Linked DNA regions of Gossypium hirsutum: region 1 is linked to region 2. A link is a contact called in public Hi-C data. All regions are on one chromosome and are shown on one strand. Each heading gives the region's core, a stretch centred on a gene start, on an enhancer-like site or on the middle of the called end of the contact. The rest is flanking DNA. Distances are from core to core; before and after follow the strand shown.

Region 1 (4,041 bases), core at 546-3,045, 160 kb before region 2:
AACAGATTAGTGCTGGTTAAAGACACAAAATGATTAGAAACAAATAAGCATGCATAATGAAAGTTCTCATGAATTAATGAAGCAGAGTTACATTTTCTTCTCCCCTAGGAGCAAGCTCCTCTTGAGCAAACTCCAGGGCTTCTTCTACTTTTCCATTCCGAATTAATTCTATCAATCTCTGCTGTTGGAGTTGAAAAAAGAGTTGCGGATTTGTATCCAATATCTGCAAAAACAATGAATTTCAAAATATTAGTGTGACATTATTTTTCTTTACAGCATGTCTCAGAAAATTCTTCATGCCTGAAAAGAATTCCGCTACCCTTTTTGACAGATTTCAAAATTGCTTAACTGGTAACAAATATGGTATCAGTCGATTCAAATCAAAATTGCTAAACATACGAGTACCCGTTTTCAAAATCCAGCTTCTCTCAAAACTATTGCTGATGATGGACATTTAAGAACAACTGATCCTAATAACAGATTTCCTTGTAATTGATATACCTCAGGCTATACCGGGAATCACCCAATATAAAACCCTCTTAATTCATTCTCATTAGTACAAAATTGAAAAACAAAATTAGAACAGTTACATGTCCCCAACTAACTCCCTTTCATATTGCACATTATTCCTTCTATTACATTCAAAAGAAATACTTAGAATTTCATATGGACTACTGAAAGGAAAGGTGTATCATGACAACAACTTGGCAATCTGAAACAGATCCTGTTTTCATTTGAAAAAAATAACTTGTTCTTAGTCACAGAGTTCATCACATCACAATCAAACACTGCACCTCGGGATTTAAATCATTAATTTTCTCGATGGCATCCTCGACATTTCCACATTGCACAGCCTTTTTAACAGCCATGCGATCCGTGATTGTTGCAAGATCGATATCTGCTATTCCACAATAAGGAAAACAAAAAGCATATACATTCAGAAAACCAATAACAGAGCATAAGATAAACAATTTTCGTGCTGTTGGATACGGTGAGTTCCAGATTCCATTCGGAATTTCTCAGCAGCTTCAACATAACCCTCGGTAACAAGAAAATTCATCACCAATTTATTCATATCTTCTTTCCTGATTTTAACATTATTCAACCTCTTCTCCCACTCTTCCCTGGAAATCAGTTTCTTCGAGCTAGCCTGTTAGCAAACAATTCGAAACATAAATACACTCCATCCTCTAAACTACTCCACCAATGTCTCTTATGCTACAATACCAATAAGATTTTGACAATTTAAAACTAAAACAGTAATAGCTAAAGTTAAATTACTCTCTGTCGAGATTAAAAGATTAGATTATTCAACAATACCGAAATGTATAATCTATAAGCTAACTCTTAATATACTTTTGAGCTGCAAATTGAACAAAATTCAAATTCTTGAAAGTGTTCAGAAAAAAGAAAACAACTATAAAATTAAACCATACCATTGTTGTTCAATTTCAGCTGAATTACAATTCAGAACAGTTGTATCAGTGCTTCTTCACCTTCGCTCCTATTTGATTACCCAAACTTTTTCAAGTATCCGTACCCCTTTTTTCTCTTTTGTTTTGCTGCACTACATAATATATACTTCCGGGTTTTTCTCTTTTTTATTTTCCGTTTAAATAATAAAAGAGAGAAAACAAATCGGCTTAGACGGATTGGATCTGAGATTAACCGACATTTCTGAGCTGTGAGATTGGGGCTTTCGATATTTTCAGTCCATTAATTCTGGGTTTTTGGCCCTTCCTCGTTACTTCTTTCTCTAGAGTGACAACCTCTTTTTATCAGGAAAAAAAAAGTAATATTATTGATCTTATCCAGGAAATTGCAAAATATTAATAATAATAATAAACTGAGATGTGTTGATGCGACGAATTAGTAAGGTTGATGTAAGATAATTCTTATTTTGAAGTAGGATTCGTTTTAATAATTTTTTTTCTTTTTATTTGTTTGCAAGTAAAATATTTTTTAAAAAATAATTTCTGAAAAATGATTTACTTTTTTAGTATTTAGATGAATATGTGTAAAATATTGTAATGATTTATTAGATGTATATAATAAGATTGTTTTGTTTATTTCACATAAAGACACAAATACCATATAAGGCACTCATTTGATATAAATATGTTTGGATCATACAGGAATACACTATCAATCAATTAATTACAACTTGTTTAACATTCATCCATAAAATGTTTGGAAATTTCTCTTCTTAATTACATATAATAAGATTAAACATCTTTAAAATAGACTGTGTCAAACCCTCAAAAGTTTGACATTTCGACAATTCAGCTGCTATTTCTGGAACTCCACACTCCATTGCTAACAACAACAACCCAACAGAGTGCGTGTTCCAATCATGCAACTTTTTGTTGTGGCTACGTGTAATCAGCTTATAAGCAACTACTCCCATCTTTATTACCAATGTCATCAGGTCACCTAAGTTATGATATTGTATATGTAGATAAGTAATAGGGAGTTTGCCAATTTCTATTCTATGTTTGATCATCAAAATATTAAGCTATAATCAAATTTGAGACCATAAATGATGCCATGACAAAGAATGAATCACTCAACTTATTTATCATTTATAATAACAGGGTGAATGTCATTCTCAAGCATCTTCTAATTCCTACCAAATTTAAAACTTAAAGAAAATATATAAAATTGATTCATGATGTGAAACATTAGGGCTCTTTCTCAGGAACTGGCTCCAGTTTTGATAAGGTCACCGCTGCTTTTAGACGCTTTTAGACATTCAAAAGATACTGATGCTGCTTGAGTTATGTTTGTTCCTTCATTTGGATTACTGGATTTCTTCGGCCTTAAATCAATATTAAGATAGTCTGTCAAGAACTTTGTCACGCCCATCCCACGCTGAGGAACTTTACTGCTTGAAACAAATGGTGATCTATCACCCTTTGTAGGGGTAGCTAGTTATGCTGGTGAAAAGTTCGGGGTTGAAAAAGCTATTCTATAAGGAGTGCTAGGGAAGGGCACTGAGTAAGGAACCGAAGGCCTCTTCTGACCAATAAGTCCGATCCTGGATAGTGAAGAGAACTGATCTAAATGATTGGTCAAGTCATTCACATAGAGCACATCATCAATACGTGTGATAATGTTGACTGCAAGACTTTCCAAAACTCTCGATGAGCTCTCCAATATGGATTTTCGAACATCCTAATTAACACCATAATGTTCATTTATCAGCATGAATTTTGTAATTAAAAGCATTCATAAGAACAAGTCTCGAATTCAAACCATTGACACAAACCTTGTTGTATTGAATTTTACTCATATCTAAAGTGGTGTGGGGAAGACCGGGGAATAGCTGCTTCAAGCAAAGCAGGAGGCTCTCTGCTTGATCTGCAAGCATTTCTCTTTTGTCAGAATTGATCATTAGGTCCTTCACCAAATCCCATGATGACTTAGAACTGGACTGATTTGTGCTAATAGGTTTGGAGTTTTATTTTTTTCTACCATAAATATATTAAAGGCTCCACTCGATTGGCAATCTCAATAGCTTGATGCTAGGATGGCAAATTAAGGCAATCAAGAAGGCTTTTTTCATGATTATATAACTATACAAGTAGCTTAGGGAGGCTCTCATTACCAATAGCATTTGATTTGAATTGCCAGAAACTAGACATGACATTCTAAACTAAAAATCTTTCATTGGATACAACTTGTTCCCTAGAGCTCAAAAACTGTCTTGATGCCATATTTTCAAAACATGGGAGAAGTTTATGAGGAAAAGTATTGATAGCTTTACCTCGAGCTTGCTTCCGTCCAGGAATGTCTGCCACGAAGGTATCAACTCAACAATGTGATCACTATCAGAAAGAAGCCATTCCATCTCTTGATGCCACAATGCTTTCTTCTCAGGAGGAACTGATTCTAACCTCTATATTTGCCAAAATAAGGTAGCTTCAAATGGAAGTGAAAGAGAAATAACCATCAAATTAGAGAATTAATAGTAATTGACCAACATAAAATCAGAAACAAATGCCCACATAGGTAAATGTAATAGAAGAAACAGCATACCAC
Region 2 (4,183 bases), core at 1,325-3,824:
AAAAACCTAAAAAAGGTAATTTTTTTCATGATCAAGGTTAGAATATGTTTGAGATTTAATTTTTATATATTTTTTAATATAATGTTTAAAACTACCTATAACTTCTCTAAACCTGTAAATGAGAGGATAAAACACGCTTAAGCTTGCTCAAATTCATATATTCCTGTACTAACAAAATACTAATGATAACCACACTAGACTCCATCTGTGATTTTTGTTTTTAAAAGTTTATTACTTTTTAAATATTAACCCATGATAAAAAATGCATGGTTTTTTTTCGGATTATTAATTTATTTGGTATAATTGCCTTATGCTTTGATTAAAAAAAATATTTGAATTAATAAGTTTTGTGTAATGATAAAGTATATAATTTTTTTGGAAAAAAAGTTACTACTCAAAATGATATTAGAAGTGGCGGCCATGAATCTTAAAATGATTAGTTTTTATATATACGGTAAAAAAAGCATAAATGATACTTTAATTCAAAAAAGGAAATATTTTTTTAATAGAAATGTCTAAAACTACCAATAGTTCCTCCTCAACCCTTAGATAAGAGGTTATATGTTGAAAAAAACATAAGAAACAAGTACAATTTATTTTATAGATAAAAGTATATGGGATTTGTTTAATATACAATATTATAACCTAGCACTAATATATATACTTTAAATAACAAAAAGGTAAAAAGAAAAGAAAAGCAACATCAAAGCATAAGGAGTTGCACTCAGAATTGTTATTAACTTATTATCTTACAAGAAAAAAGAAGGCATGCATTTGCTTAGACGTCATAGAGTAAGGATTGAAGATGTGGGAATTTAAATCCATTAACTATGAGTTGTACGTTAAACTTCATCAATGCTTTGACGTTGATTGTCAAAGAAATAATGTTATTAACATGAAATGACAAACGAATAAGTCATCAATCTAAATCGACAAGAAGTATTAAACATCCAAGGTTCTCTTCAGTTTTCATTTCGAATGTGTATTTTGAGATTTTTTCTTTTTTTTGTAAACATCAAATAATTGCAGAGGATACCCAACCGCCATTAATAGTTATATCCCCCGACGAAATTATTATTTCTCTAGTATTATATATAATGCATATACAATAATTCGCCTATGTAGTACCAAAAGAATACGTTTTTCTTACCCCTGCTGGAATCATTTCACACAATATATGAGTACCGAGAATTATTAAATTAGTTATAGTTACAGTTGCTTCCAAAACATTCTAGGAACCAGGGAGTATAAACTGTTGCCGTGAAACCCCATCGCCAAGGGATCCAACCATGCTTCCAGGGTAAAACGGAGTGTTTTGAGGTAGTTGATTCAGCAAAGAAACAAACGAATTGGTATCATCAATATTGCCACCTCTGCTACTACAATTTATATCACCCTGTTGGAACCTTTTCCCCGACTGTGAACCTGTTGAGCTTGGTTCGTTCCAGTACTGAGGAGGAAGCGTTCGTTTAACGGGAAACGCCATGGGAAGATTTTGCTTCGAGCTCGACGACACTGCTAGTTGCGAAATATTGGAACTGCTTCGCATCCCTTCGGTTAATATCCCTTCAAAGAAATTATCTTCATGTTGTAGCAGTGAACCATAACTTGTAGCTTTTGATGTAAGAGCGTTTAGATTTTGATGGCTAGAAGTTGGCAGTTGTGTTGCCAGCATGCCCTCCATGGTGTACTCTTTGTCTGTCTCCATAGGTCTCTGGGTATTGTTCTTCTTGTAAATCCGGCATAAGACCCAATCATCAAGCTGAAAACAACGCACTGTATGAATATGGATCTTTAGTTCTATGGAACTTTTAACGGATGGGATAACCCTATACATACCCGTAAAGAAGCTTTCCTGTTGGGAAGATCAACAATTTGAGGTTTGGAAGTGGATGAGTTGTTGTCGATGAGGCGATATTCATGCATGATCCAATTCGTTTTAATCCCTTTGGGAGGCTTACCTCTATAGAACACTAGAGCCTTTTTAACCCCAACCTTTTGATTTCCATTTGAAGTTACAATCGGCTTATCGGTCCCAGTGGCTTTCCAATAACCAGAAGTTGCAGCTCTATTAGGCCTCGCTCCATTCGGATATTTCCTGTCTCTAGGACTAAAAAAATACCATTCTTGCTCACCGAAAGTTGCCTTACCTACAAAAGTTATACTACAATTCAAAGACTAGTACTTGATGGATGTAAACATGGTCAAATATAAATTTTCGTATATGCATATATGTACTTGGCAGCTCCCATGGATCAAACTTGTAAAGATCAACTTCAGCTATGATTGTAACAGGCAGAGGAGCAGAGGCGGCCTTCTTTTTGAGGTAGTGAACAACCAGCTCTTCGTCGGTCGGGTGGAATCGGAACCCCGGTGGGAGTTGCGGGTGCGCCGACGCCGACGCCGACGATGAATCTGTGCTCTCCATTATTTCGCTGGTCAGCTTTGGTTCAATCTTATATTCCCAGTTCTCATGAATTTACGGAGTTGAAGAGTATTGAGCCTAAGGTAGATGGAAATTTAAAAAAAAAAAAATTGAGAAATTAAGAGATACGTTGATGACTTGATGTTATAAGGGGGAAGGGTGGAGAGGGAGTGGCTGGCTTGCTGGCTGTTGGGCTCATATGGAGCCAAGTGGACACCGCTGATCTGATGACACATGGCACATAAGATTGGAGACACGTGGTGGGATAGGTGGTGGGGACCACCATAAGCGAGGAAAAAGCAGGAAAATTGGGAAGGGGGGGCAGGTTTCTAGGGTCGCAGGTTTGGAACTGCCTGTTACGCTTTCCATGTCATGCTTTTCTTATGTGTGATACTATCGCTTCTGTCCCTAAAACTAATTTCAAGAGAAAAAGGAAGAGTGTAAGGTGTGCAAGCATTAATTTTTTTTTTTTGACCCTTACAAATATTTTTTTCATAAAAGCTCAATTTTATTTCTTTTCATAGATCTATGTTAAAAGTCCCCTGATATGCATAATTAAACAGCTTACTTTTAATGTTTTATTTTGACAACATTTTTGCTTGTAAATTAGGAAGAAGAGTATGCTTTAAAAAAAAAACCCCTTTTTCTTTTAACTTGGAGAAGAGGCATAAATCCATGGAACAAGGGGCGTTTCTGACCCGGCAGCTTTCCATAATTTCCTTGCATGTAATCCATTAGAATATACATGTAATTTACATATATAGATAACAGAGAGGTTGCTTTCCTTGATAGTGCTTTGTCTTTTGGATTTTATTATTTACTGGTCATACTACAGCCTTCATAAATTTACATCCTTTTATCTGCTTCAAAATGCAGTGCCAATCAGTTGAACGTTACTTTCAATAATATGGATGATACGCTGTCACCAAATACCAAAAAACACGAGGGAAATGCATGAGAAAAAAAGGAATTGACCCTCCATGCCCAAAGTAAAAGTGCCGCAATTTGCTAGGAGGTTGGTTTCTAGTAAGTCAAAACTTATAAATAAAAATGATATAAGCTGGTCAAGTTTCAGCAATAAAATTCTTTGAATTTCAGTCTCAGCAACATGGAGCTGCTGGCATACTATTTCATGGAATAGGTCAAGTCTTACAAAGCAAGTTTTAAAGGCAACCACCGATTTTACCAGAGCCAAGTAACTTGCTTTTCGGGTAACAGCACGTTGGTTTATATAGCTGACAAGATCATATACTTTGTTCATATCACAAGACATCGAATTAAAATCGATTCATCATACCCTGACTCAAATATAATTGAATTTTATTTGCTTCAGATGAAATCATTTATTTTGCATTTACTAGATTCTCCCTCAACACTCAATAAGGAAAAAAAAAGATCCAAAGGGGGCTATGCACAAAAATAAAAAATGCTAAACTATCCTAAAAGTTCAATAAAATGATAGCCTCCTTCAACTTTGGAGTGGTGTCAGAACATACATCTTGCAAGCATGAGGAGCTACGGATGCCGTCAATCTATCGCGCTCATTCATGGAAACATATTTGTGCTGCAATACAGATATCATAAATAGTCACAACAGATTCATTTAAAACCTCAAATCAGAGGCAACTCTGAGGCTTACCTTCCAGAAGTCTCTAACAATGGCTGGTGTGTTAGGAGAGAGTCCAAAATCCCTCCACACAGCAGTTATAAGAGCCCTCAATTCGCTTCGGTTCCATAACACTACCACAACCCTGTTGT

The links. Hi-C and Micro-C count contacts between places; a contact is called where the count stands out from the background.
Region 1: a contact with region 2 is called in a Hi-C map of hypocotyl, with 2.7 times the contacts expected there. The contact joins the promoter of LOC107913981 here to the promoter of LOC121229408 in region 2. A contact is called at or near these places in 3 of 34 Hi-C or Micro-C datasets (hypocotyl and leaf).

Annotation. Positions count from the first base shown.
Region 1 is chrA05:16,289,385-16,293,425 of Gossypium_hirsutum_v2.1, reverse strand. It overlaps LOC107913981 (protein GID8 homolog), which reads right to left and starts at 1,795. Exons shown (of 6, transcript XM_016842677.2): 1 at 1,437-1,795; 2 at 991-1,150; 3 at 795-898; 4 at 92-223. The coding sequence starts at 1,439. It also overlaps the pseudogene LOC107915258.
Region 2 is chrA05:16,132,560-16,136,742 of Gossypium_hirsutum_v2.1, reverse strand. LOC121229408 (NAC transcription factor 56) reads right to left here and starts at 2,574. Exons shown (of 3, transcript XM_041113632.1): 1 at 2,239-2,574; 2 at 1,840-2,150; 3 at 943-1,762. The coding sequence starts at 2,428. The coding sequence ends at 1,232. It overlaps LOC107915254 (alpha-galactosidase), which reads right to left. Exons shown (of 13, transcript XM_016844415.2): 12 at 4,065-4,183; 13 at 3,725-3,989. The coding sequence ends at 3,894.